2 separate regions of the Mus musculus genome follow, and region 2 is linked to region 1. The links are chromatin contacts, called in public promoter capture Hi-C maps. All regions are on one chromosome and are shown on one strand. The core of a region is the stretch at or near the end of the contact, and the rest is flanking DNA. Distances in the headings are between cores, read along the strand shown. Region 1 holds the start of Tnik (TRAF2 and NCK interacting kinase). Region 2 overlaps Tnfsf10 (tumor necrosis factor (ligand) superfamily, member 10).

Region 1 (5,981 bases), core at 1,408-3,907:
GAGTACAACTGTCTGCCCATCTGCATGTAAGTCTTCCAGCCAATAGCTCCCCCAGACACTGGGAGTAGCTGTTATCCTAGCTCTTTGCACACACCAGTGCAGGCAGAGAATTCATTGGGCTTCTTGGGTGACAAAGAGCAATCTCAGTAAATCATACAAAGATATCTGTTCCACATACACATAGCAGAGCCCGGGAGTTTCCTCAAGTATGCATCAAGGTGCTCTGTGCTTGGTATCTCAGAAAACCTTGCCCACAGGAGCTAGTCCCCTCCTCCCAGCCCCCCAACTTAAAAATCATATCAGGGAGAAGGATGCTAAGATTCCTGCTCAGCTATATCACAAGGCTGCCTCATTGTTCAGGCCTCCACCTCTTAGCCACTCCTCCTTCTCCAAGTCTGGTCCACCTGATTAACTCACACCATAGCAACTCCCAGACAGAAGTAGAGCACACACCATGGGTGAAGAGGAAGCCGCGCTTGTTTAAAGCACCCACTCTGCTCCCAACCCCCACACTTAGCTACTCACTGGTTCTGAATGTGGCCTTTGGGCACCAGAAAAACAGACAGCTTACTGTAATCATGCATGAATGAGCTTCTGCTGCCCCACTAGCACAACAGGCCGTTTCATAGGGCAGTCAGTCCTCAACCTTCGAGTTGTCTCTCTGAATTGTCACCTCTCTCTCTCTACCAAAAGATATGGGAAGGGGCAAGGATTCAAGGAGAGGGAAGAAAAGAGACTCGTGGAGCCTGAAGAAAAAGTATCACCTCCATCAGACAGGTATCTAGCCCCTTAAAATATTTGTAGAGAAATGTAAGGGCAGGAAGGCTTTAGTAGACACAGGTAAACGGCCTCAAGATTCTAGCATCAATCTAACAATGTGTTCCGGAGAACCACTGAACTTCCACCCCTACTGGCGGTGGGTGACATGAGATGAGACACCATCTCTTAGGTCTCACCTACCCTCCAGGCATCAAGCATATGCATTTGCTGTTTATTTTATTTTTAGTTCGGGAGAGGAAGAAACTAGTGGAACTGAGATTGGTGTCCAATCTTTCTCAGATGCCTGCTGCTGCCAAGGCCACCACCCCTCCTCACCCCCTTCCTGGCAGGCAGCATCTAATTAAAATGGCAAGAGCGCTCGGCCCCCTTCCCCGAAGGAGTGTGCTGGGATTAGAGGTGGGGGTGGGGAAGCGTCGAGGCTGCAATGGGATTCCTGGCAGTCTGATTTTCAAACAACAGCAAAATGGATTCTAGATCACTAAAGTCTTATTCAATACAATGGAACGACGTCTGAGGTGTTTCATTAGGTAAAGGCAAAGCGGCCGGGCTCGGGGAAGGGAATATGTTTTACAAAGGACTGTTCACAGACCTGGGACACACACACACACACACACACACACACACACACACACACACACACACACACACACAGGCACACAGGCACACAGGCACACACGCACACACAATCTCTCCAGGGAGTTCCGGTGTGGTGAGGAGAAGCGGTTAAGCTTCTCTTTCACCTGCTGAAGTTCAGCCATAAAACTGAAAGGTCACAGTCACCGAGGGAAGGAATAGGCAGGGCTGAGTTCAAACCACAGATAAAGGTGAGTGCACACTGGCATATAGGGAAGAGCTGAGCCGGAGCCCCAGCACCGGAGACAGAAGCCGGGAAGGGAGTCAGTTAGCACCTACAAGACCAGCCCAGAGCAGCAATTACTGCTCCATTGGAGCAGCAGGGTCCGCTGGTAGAGACAGCTAGCTCACGATGGCATCTTGCAGGTAGCTGGCAAACGTGAAGGGCCAGTGCCTTTCTTCTCCAAGAGAATCTTTTGCAGCAAGGAGCAGTCGGGTCTCGCGCCTTGGCACGAGACGGTTGCCCGGGTACACACACACACACACACACACACACACACACACACACACACACACACACCAGCCTTTCATGTAATGCTCTTACACCGATCGAAGATGAAACTGACAAGCTCTACCAGCTTCCTTGCGGAACCTCGGGAACAGCCTAGGAGCACAAGGGGAGCCCAGCCCCTGCTGTAGGGGTAGGGGCTCAGCCTAGAACCCCTCGGCTGCCCCGGAATTAGAACAGAAAGGCAGGGAACGTTCCCTCTTTCAGCCCTAGACCATTGGAAAAAAAGGAAAAAACACGTTCTGCTCACCCTCAGGGCGGAGAGATCGATTTCATCCAGGCTGCGAGCTGGGGAGTCGCTCGCCATGTCGACTCTTCGCGGGAGAAATGGACCAAAACCACCCCGAAGCGTCTTCCTTGGCAATTCCACCCCGGTCTATTTCGCTCGCGTCCTCATGCGGCTGTCCGCCAGAGAGGCCCGGGGCCCAGCCTCCCCCGCCCACCCGGGCCCCAGCAAGAGTCCGATCCCGATCTTCCGAGAGCGTCGATCCGCGGGATCCCGGAGCCCGACCTGCGCGGATCTCCAAGCCCGGAGCCGCGGTGCGTGTGGGCTGCGCGCCCTGATCGGCTAAGGGCGCTGGGGCTGCGTGGGTGTATTTAAATGGGACATGCTTCTTTGCTTGTGCGTGGATGGCGGCTGCATTGGCTGTTATAATGAGACATATCAACTCCTCCACTCAGCTGGGAGGTGGGGGTGGAGAACCACACAGAACTGTCTATCACCGCTTCCTGGGAGGAGTGGGGGGGGGGGGAGAGGCGTGGTCTCCGACTGGGGAGAGGCCGCGCTTCCTGACCGGGTCCCTCCGCCACTAGCCAGGGTGGGGGAGGGGTACGCACCCTTTCCGCCCCAGCTTTTGAGGGTTAATAGTGCTGAATCTAAACAGCCGTTTTTGAGCCTCTCTGTGCAGGAGCCTGAATGCTGAATATATATTTTTAATGTGTCCAATTTGTGCAGTGCACCAAAATGGCTCTTCGATCGTATCTTGGGGTTTCTTGACTGCGTTCAGATACTCTAATGGTGAAAAGGGTGGTGGGGAGAGGCAGCGGGAAAAGGCAGCAGCGTCCTCCCTCCCCCATTAATTATTTGTGGGGCTGGAGTAAAGGCGGGCCGGTGCAACCGGTGCATATAAGGACTTGTGCGCAGGGAAGGGGATCCGCCTCCCCGCGCAGAGCGAGTTGGGGAGAAGCTCACACGCGCCGAGCCGGCAGCCTGGCTTTGGTGCTGAGCAGTGGCCACAGGGTCACGGTCATTCGCGGCCACTGGGTTGCAGGAAGGCAGGCCCGAATCGTCTGTGGTTCTCTAGGCTGAGTAGGTTTGCTAGAAGCTGGAAATCCGAGAGATGTGAGCTCTGTCTGGATATCGCCACACCCAAGACCTGCGCGTGCCGCAATTCCCCACGGAAATGACCGAATTGAAAAGAGAAGCTTGCTCCCTGGGTGCAGTAGCTCGAAGGATTCAGGTGACTCCAAGGCCGACATTAATTGGGCAACATAGTACCTAACCCAGTGTTTCCTCCTTTGTAGCTTTTCCGCGGTGACCTACCTGGATTCATGGAGAAAGTTTGGCTCTAGGATAGTGAGCCCTGACCCGCGAGCTATTTGACTTCGCTCGCTTTTTCACTCAAGAGCTGGGTGTTTGCAGTGGTAACCCGTCATTCTTTATCAAAAGTGTAAAGTCACTTCCCCAACCCTCTCGCATCCTTGCCTGTCTCCTAGTTTGGCCACGCAAAATACGTCGGAAGAAAACATTTATAGTGAACTCTTCCCACTGGCTTCAACTCATCAATAGTTCTGAGTGTTCCTCTAGCATCTACTGAGATAAAAAGCTAAACATACTGGGGGGGGTTGATTTTTATTTGACTTTTTGTTTTGTTTTCTTTTGGGGGGAGTAGAGGTTCTTTTTGATTTATCTTATTGGTTGTTTGATTTGGTATGGTTATGAGACAGATCTTAAGTACTTAAAGGAAGTCTTCCCTTCACTGTGCAGCTGGGGATGGCCTTGAACTCCTCATTGTCCTGCAAATGACCCCCCCCCCCCCGCCCACCCAAGTACTCAGATTACACATGGACACCAACACTTGGGCTGTTGCCACTTCTTTTTAAAGTCATGAAGAATAAACTAATTATGAGCTTCAGAACAAGTTGAAAGAATGAATGAACGGACCAACACTAATGAAATTAGTGTTAGCTGGACTGTTTAGTCTTGGACTCATTGGGGTGGGTCATGTGCTCTCTAAACCATACCATGAAACTAGAATGCTGTTCCGAACCCACAAGCCTCCACGAAGGGACCAAGTAGAAGCCATCTTTTCCCTCCACCACACTTTTCCTTGTGTGTCATCATCATCTTCTCCTTCTCCTTCTTCTTCCCTTCTTCTTCTTCTTCTTCTTCTTCTTCTTCTTCTTCTTCTTCTTCTTCTTCTTCTTCTTCTTCTTCTTCTTCTTCTTCTTCTTCTTCCTCTCCTCCTCCTCCTCCTCCACCTCCTCCTCCTCCTCCTCCTTCTTATCTCACCCTTTCTCTAGACAACAGGTTAACATGTCTCAAGATGAAGCAAAATAATTTCAGATTAGGGTATTGAGATTCATACGCAGGGCTCCTTTAAAAGCTTCAGACTTGAAAATAGGAGATAAACATGCTCACAGAAAAGTACTACAGACTTAGGTGAAACCACAAAAAGGTCTTTTCCCCTAACTCTAATAGCACAAGACTCTACTTTGGGGTTTACAATAGGTTCAGACTAGTCCACTGCTGCTGAGGAAGCCCCACCTCAGACAGAAAGGATGGATATAGCTTCAAAGAGGGTTCAACACAGTGCACCCTGGGGAGGGAGGGAGGAGTGGGTAGAAAGCAGTGGCAGGCAAGGGTGGGAAATCTTAGGACCAGGAGAGGGCAGAGGGCAGATCAGGCAGAGTTCTGCATGCCCTATTCAGGAACATCAAACTCTCTTCTTTAGGCCAAGTACATTTCAGATTTCAGCTGTTCCAGCAGAAGTCTGATTTCTTTCCATCCTGCACTCTTATCAACAGTTTTTGCTTTGTGTTTAATTTAAAAGAAAACATAAGTCACTACTATAAAAAGAGGTCTAGACATACTAGGGCCCCAGTCCTTAGTAGGCACCAAGGACTTAGCACCACTGACTCCATGATGGAAGGACCGCTCAGCTGTAAAACAGCATGGAGACAACACCATCTTCTAAAACTAAAGCCTAGGCCTAGTCCATCAAAAACCATAATTCTGAGAAAGTCTCTAAATGTACTAGCCTTGCTTTTTGGCTTCTGTGGCTCTGCTTCTGGCTAACTGTTCTTGTTAACTGAAGTATGTCAACCTAGAGCATGGTTTTTGTGCTTAAAATCTCACCCTGAGAAAGGCTCTGGGCTACACTGGGATCCTAGCATAGTTGCTGGCTGGCTAATAAAGACTTCCTTTTAGATTAAACCCATGTCTGGTCTGAGAAGTCTTCTCTGGTGAGTACCCCACAGCACTAGACATACCTCCTCCTATAGAAAAGAAAACATTCAATATAAAATCACTATAATGAAAGTAAGGTCTACCATTTTGGTCGGTTATTGCTTCGTTATGGAACAGCCCAGGTAACAAGGAACCCCAGCCTTCACAAGGGCAGACAGGAAGTGCGGGGCAAGAGGTCAGCAACTAAAATTATTTTAGATACATGATGTTAACTGACAGGAAAAAGGGCAAATAGCAAGTAGCATAGGCAGTCAGGATGCGACCAAGATGAGGCTTTACTCCTGTCATGATCTGAAGGACTGGGGAAGCAGAGACCATTCAGGCATATCTTCAAAGCCAAGAAAACACACCTGCCTGCTGGCTGTCTCTACTCTAAGCATGCAACAACAACAGAAAGCCTGGCACAGACAGGAAGTGCACAGCAACTGACCAGGGAGGACGAAGAAGAGGATACAAGGAAGGCAAGGAAGCCCGGTGAGAACTTACGGTTTTTTAAAAGCTGAAGCAAATATCATTACAGGGTTGGAATAGTTAAATATGGACTGCTAGTTATAGGTATTGATAATATTGTCCTTGGTGCATTTACATATT
Region 2 (6,516 bases), core at 1,979-4,478, 940 kb after region 1:
TTTGAAGGAGCCGGGCTCAAAATCACAGGTATCCCTTTGCCTCTGCCTTCTGAGTGATGGGATTTTAAGCATCCCCCTCCATGCCTGGCCTAAACATAATACTTTTATCTATTATTTAAATTTAGTGTCCTGCAAAGTTTGGGGTGGTGGTAAATTTAAGAACTCACCCTTCCTATAGAAAAACAATCTATTGATTGAGTGAGTGAGTGAGTGAGTGAGTGAGTGACTAAGTGAGTGACTGATTGATTATGAGTCAGGTCCTCTCATGGTCCACACTAGCTTCACACTTCCTTGATAACCAAGGATGACCCTGAGTTTCTGATCCTTGGGTCTCTGTCCTCCCAAGCTCGAGGAGCCCATCCAACAGCTCTCTCGGTGTAGTGTGGTGCTATAGATTGAAGCAGAGCTTTGAGCTTGCTAGGCAAGCATTCTATGATCTGAGCTACACTCCAGCACCAAGCCATCTCTTTAAAAAAAAAAATCATTCCATTATTCATGCAAGGTTCTGTCCAGAATCACAAAGTTCTACACTCAGCAATGTACCTCTAAGCAAAAGTATAAACCAAACTTAATGAATTGCCAACCATTCACTGTTTAAACCGAATGAGCAGCCACAGAGACCTTGGTGGCTCATTGGAACACTAATGAACACTAGGGAAACTTTGTCTCCTTCTTTCCTAGCAGTGGGTTATTTCAACAAGAAAGGGTTGAGAGCCTGGAAGGTTAGGGTCGAGGGCAGGAAGGAGCTGCTGTTGTTGCTGTGGTCTTTCCAAGGTGTCTAAGTGTCCTCTTGTAACTGGGGTGGAGTCTGAGGAAGACAAAGTGCCCTAGGAGGAAAATTAAGTCAGCCCAGCCCAAATTAAACAGCTGGCTCATGTCCAGGATACCTTCTGGGAATTTCCAGAAACATTTTCAGGAGGTGGGAGTGGGTATCTGGGTTGGGTCGGCTTCTGAGAAGGTATACAAGTTAACGAACGTGATTGAGTTACTACATAAACGGTAATGAAGCAGTGGAGGGTTGGGGGGCAGGGTGTGGGACTCAATGGTAGAAGTGAAAATAAACTAGAAGCTTAGAGAAGCCTTAAGACGACATGGACAATTCAGAAAACATTTTCATAAAGGTAAAAAGCAAATTCCCAGCCGGGAGTGGTGGCGCACGCCTTTAATCCCAGCACTCGGGAGGGGGAGGAAGAGGCAGGCGGATTACTGAGTTCGAGGCCAGCCTGGTCCCAGCTAATAATCTGAAAACAAAACCAAAACCAAACCAAACAATAACAACAAAACCAAAAACAAACCAAAAATACTAAACTGAAAACAGTAGCCCCGCATGCGCCTAAGCCCTGGCTGGCCCTCTGTGCACATGGCTGGGAACCAGACTGTATGCAAGGCTGTGATTATTTTCTCTTACGATTATGCGGACATGGCATGTCTTTGAAATCTAAGGGCACAGCTCAGCGGTGGAGTTCTTGCCTTGCTTGCTTGCCCAGTTCCTGGACTCTTTTAGAACTGCAGACTTCGACAGCTCAAACCATTCTTATGACATTCACCACAGAAAGTTTAGAAAACGTATATTATCTGAAAAAGAAAGGTGCACTTTATTCTACCGTCTTGAGCTCACAATTGTCAACTCTCTGCTGTTGGTCTTACGAGATATTTTTTTGCACAAATAATGATTTCTTGGCAAAGACCATGCAGAGGGAAAGCTTCAGCGCCCACTCCTCGTCCACACTTAGCACCCACAGGTGTGAACCACGCTGGCCACAGCTTGCTTGCAGACCTTGCAGACAGGCTATTCTGGCGACACCTTTGCCTCCTCTCTCCCTCCACATCCTTACTTCACCACATCCTTTCTGCCTCAAGAAATGTGTCTGTGTGAAGAGACTCTAAGCTTTATTTGTAACTGCTGGATTTTCGAGCAGAATTTTGGAAACCTTAATTATCCAATCGGACTGCCAGAGTCGACAGAGGATTGGGGAAATCTTAGAGGGAGTGAGGCCACCTTGCCACCTGTGCCAGTTGCTCGGACACCTGTGCACAGAGACAGACTCACTCTGTTTATGCTGTATAGTTAACAAACCTTGGGGTGTGCTGCCACAGTCTATAACCACAGATGTGCTCCAATCTCTTACATAAACGTAGAACTGAAAAGTAGCAATAGTTATACTCTATTTCTCGGGGAATATACAAACTTGGGGCAAACAAGATGACTCAAAGACCAACGTATTTATAACCAACCTTATGACCTGAGTTCAATCCCCAGGACCCACATGGTAGAAGGGAAAAAAATTAACTCTTCCAGGTTGTCCTTTGATACCACCCATATGACACAGCATGTTCCCCCCCACAAACACACATAAATAATAAATAAATGTAATTTTAAAGAAAGAAATATACAAATTTAGGATACAGAGACAACACAGTCAGGAAAATGCTTGCCAGACAAACTTGTGGACTTGAATTCCATCCCCCAAGCCACATAAACAAAGTTAGGACTAAGCCAGGCAATGAATGGGGAATGCACGAATCTAATCCCAGCCTTCATGAGGCAGAGGTAGACAGATCTCTGAGTTCAAGGACAGCCAGGGCTACATATAAAAACCCTGTCCAAAAAAAACAAAAAAAAAAGGAAGAAAGAAAGAAAAAGAAAGAAAGGAAAGGGAAAAAATGAAAGAAAGGGAGAGAGAGAGAGAGAGAGAGAGAGAGAGAGAGAGAGAGAAGCAAGGCAGTCCTGGAGTCCCAGTGGAGAGAAATGGAGTCTGCGGTTGGCCCCTGAGAGACTCTACCAGGTGAGTTCCAAGTTAATGAGAGACCCTGACTCAAATAATAACTGGGAAGAAAGGAAGCAAGAGAAAACAAAAGAAAAAGAAAAAAAAAAAGGTAGGTGGTATCCAAGAAATGACATCAGAGGTCGTCCTCTGGCCCCACACGTATGCGGAGATTCTTGACCAGCATGCCCTATAATAAATAAATCACCATCAGCCATAATTTTCATAATTATTTTCAAATAAAAGGAAAATCTACCTCACCCACTTGGAAAAATTTCCAACTGATTGGGATTATCAAAGTCCTGCTCCATAGGACATACAAACTGCAGGGCCCCCGGAGACCATTGCTATCTGTGAATTTTGTACAGCCATTTTTCTGGAAACTTTCCCTTACCATGCAGTTCCAAACAAGACAGCAGGTCGGATGTTGCACTGTGTACTGGGCAATGTGCACAGTGCAGATTACGTGGGGGATGGGGCTGGCGAGTAGTGCCTGGCACCCACAGCCCTGGGCTCTGGCTCTACCCTGGCTCCAAAGCCCTGTCTAAACTTGGATAATTCATTTCTCCATCAGGTTCTAGACAAGGGAGTGGGGTGTTCACCATCCCTGCCACTCCTCGGCTCCCTAGAGCATATGTCTACCCAACTTGGACACGAGCAACCTGAAGTGGAGTTGGTTTTAACTCTTGTCAGTTTGGCATTCCCAGTCCCGGGGGATTTTCTGCGTTTGTATCTAGGTTCCTCCTGACATAAAGTCCAACTTTTTTCAAAGGAGGAGTTAAATCCTGATTATAAACCACTAGCCAAGTCAAGTCTAATCAGAGGAAAAGGTGGAAGGAAAGCCAGGCCATTGTGTTCACACTATTGTCAACACAGGAACTCCTCTGAGTTATTTAAAAACAAAGCATACTCTTTTAAAAAATAAAATAAAAGTGTGTGTGTGTGTGTGTGTGTGTGTGTGTGTGTGTGTGATATGCAGGGTCTCTCACAGGGCCTGGAGTTCACTAGTAAGACTACATATACCCTCAGCCAGCAAGCCTCAGGGATTCTTCAGTCTTCTCCCTGCAAGCACTGGGATTACAGGTGCATGCTGGGTAATTAGGATCAAACTTGAGTTCTCACGTGTACATAGGAAGCACTTCCCTGACTGATTCCTCCCTCCAAACACATTTCAAACATCTGGTTTATGTGCACCCCCACCCTCAGCCTTACTGGACTGAGAAATGTGATACATTGTGTTAGCATTTTGTCTTACCCCCCCCCCCCAGGTTACCTGGCAACAGCCAGGTGTGCCTGACTCTTCCCCCTCCTCTCTCTCTTGCCTTCTTGCTCTCCATCTGTCCTCTTTTCACTTCCTCCTCTCTCCCATTACCTACCCTCCCCCTTCTCTCTCCACATGTTTATGGCTGACCTCTACTCCTCTGCGCTCTCTCTCCCTCTCCCTCTCCCTCTCCCTCTCCCTCTCCCTCTCCCTCTCCCTCTCCCTCTCCCTCTCCCTCTCCCTCTCCCTCTCCCTCTCCCTCTCCCTCTCCCTCTCCCTCTCTCCCTCCCTCTCCCTCTCTCCCTCCCTTTCTCTATCTATACTACCCTCTTAACTCCCTTCCCCATGCCCTCAGGAGAAGAGATACCTCAGCATGGGCCTGCAGAGGCACCCCCTACCCCCACACCTGACTACAGGTCCACCAAACATTCTTTTCCCTGTGGTTGTATAAAACACAACATTTGGTTCCATGACTTGGATCAGAGTTCTAATCACTATCCGATCACGGGAGAGACAAATGCTAACTCTTTGAGCTTCACTTTGATTTTTGTTCAGACACTTGCTCTTCTACCCACCAGCTTTTCAAAGTGTGACTTGTTTGTTTGAGAGTTTTTCAGACCCACTTCTTTGTCTGGAGGACAGTGGTTATTACAGACTTACAAGTGGTCAAAGTGCAGACAAGATAGATGTCTGCTGGGCATGGGGTAATCTATGCCACTCCCTCACCTCAAGGTCCAGGCAACTGCAGGGCAGAAGTCTAGAGGTCTAGGCTCAGTCAGTAACAAGCAAACAATGAGCTCAAGGTTGGGTGAGTGTCTTAGTCAGGGTTTGTATTCCTGCACAAACATCATGACCAAGAAGCAAGTTGGGGAGGAAAGGGTTTATTCGGCTTACATTTCCATACTGCTGTTGATCACCAAAGAATGCAGGACTGGAACTCAAGCAGGTCAGAAAGCAGGAGCTGATGCAGAGGCCATGGAGGGATGTTCTTTACTGGCTTGCTCAGCCTGCTCTCTTATAGAACCCAAGACAACCAGCCCAGAGATGGTCCCACCCACAAGGGGCCTTGCCCCCTTGATCACTAATTGAGAAAATGCCTTACAGTTGGATCTCATGGAGGCATTTCCTCAACTGAAGCTCCTTTCTCTGTGATAACTCCAGCTGTGTCAAGTTGACACAAAACTAGCCAATACAACTGACCCCTTGTCAACTTGACACACAAACACATCACTAGTAAGCCTCAACCCTTACATTCTTATTCATCCCCAAGGTCTAAATAACTTTAAATGTCCCACAGTCTTTACATATTCTTAAAATTTCAATCTCTTTAAAATATCCATCTCTTTTAAAAATCCAAAGTCTTTTTAAATTAAAAGTCTCTTAACTGTGGGCATCACTAAAACAGTTTCTTCCTTCAAGAGGGAAAATATCAGGGCACAGTCACAATCAAAAGCAAAAATCAATCTCCAACCGTCCAATGTCTGGGATCCAACTCACGATCTTCTGGGCTCCTCCAAGGGCTTGGGTCACTTCTCCAGCCATGCCCTTTGTAGCACACGCGTCATCCTCTAGGCTCCAGATGCCTCTACTCCACTGCTGCTGCTGCTCTTGGTGGTCATCTCATGGTACTGGCATCTCCAAAACACTGCATGACCCCTTCAGTCCTGGGCCATCAATTGCAACTGAGGCTGCACTTTCACCAATGGCCTTCCATGGCCTCTCACAGTGCCAAGCCTCAGCTGCTCTGCTCAACTCCTTCATGCCTTCAAAACCAATACCACCTGGGTGACCCTTACATATTACCAAGTCCCGCTGCAGCAGGAGTGCAACCTTGGCTATCTCTGGAACACAGCCTCTTTGTGCTTTCAGAAAACACTTCCCAGAAGATGTCACCTCAATGATGCTGGTCTCTTCTTAATCACCGCTAATTTCTTAGCTCCAGCTAACCAGCATCAATAGTCCCAGTAATGCAAAGTTTTTGCTTTAGTAGTTCTGGTATCTTGTTAATCACAGCTGATTCTTCAGCCCCAGCTAACCAGAACTACAGAATCTTCACAATCAAAACAGCAATGGCCCTGAAAAGAGTCTTTAATTTTCCCTCTGAAATTTCACAAACCAGACCTCCATCTTCTACAGTGTTCTCAACATTATCTTCCAAGCTCCTGCACAACCTCCAACAGAGCTCTTAACAATGGATGGATCTTCAAGCCCAAAGTTCCAAAGTCCTTCCACAATCCTCCCCAAAACATGGTCAGGTTGTCACAGGAATACCCCACTATGCTGGTACCAATTTGTCTTAGTCAGGGTTTGTATTCCTGCACAAACATCATGACCAAGAAGCAAGTTGGGGAGGAAAGGGTTTATTCGGCTTACATTTCCATACTGCTGTTGATCACCAAAGAATGCAGGACTGGAACTCAAGCAGGTCAGAAAGCAGGAGCTGATGCAGAGGCCATGGAGGGATGTTCTTTACTGGCTTGCTCAGCCTGC

What was found. Promoter capture Hi-C pulls out the DNA fragments that hold promoters and counts their contacts.
Region 2: a promoter capture Hi-C map of liver shows a contact between it and region 1, with 3 times the contacts expected there. The contact joins the enhancer-like site here to the promoter of Tnik in region 1. A contact is called at or near these places in 8 of 39 promoter capture datasets (the 3T3-L1 cell line, the SN4741 cell line, hematopoietic stem and progenitor cells and 3 more) and 1 of 115 datasets of contacts at active chromatin or transcription factors (stem cell-derived neural progenitor cells).

The regions. Positions count from the first base shown.
Region 1 is chr3:28,259,890-28,265,870 of GRCm38.p6, reverse strand. Tnik (TRAF2 and NCK interacting kinase) reads right to left here and starts at 2,657. Exons shown (of 33, transcript NM_026910.1): 1 at 2,172-2,657. The coding sequence starts at 2,228.
Region 2 is chr3:27,318,078-27,324,593 of GRCm38.p6, reverse strand. All of the region lies in intron 1 of Tnfsf10 (tumor necrosis factor (ligand) superfamily, member 10), which reads right to left. Among named protein-coding and RNA genes, the nearest start is that of Tnfsf10, 4.3 kb to the right of the region's middle. Within about 2 kb of position 3,228, at least 43 of the 459 cell types and tissues checked have an H3K27ac peak or open chromatin away from gene starts, as enhancers often do. A contact at or near this core is called in hematopoietic stem and progenitor cells and liver, where this site is marked.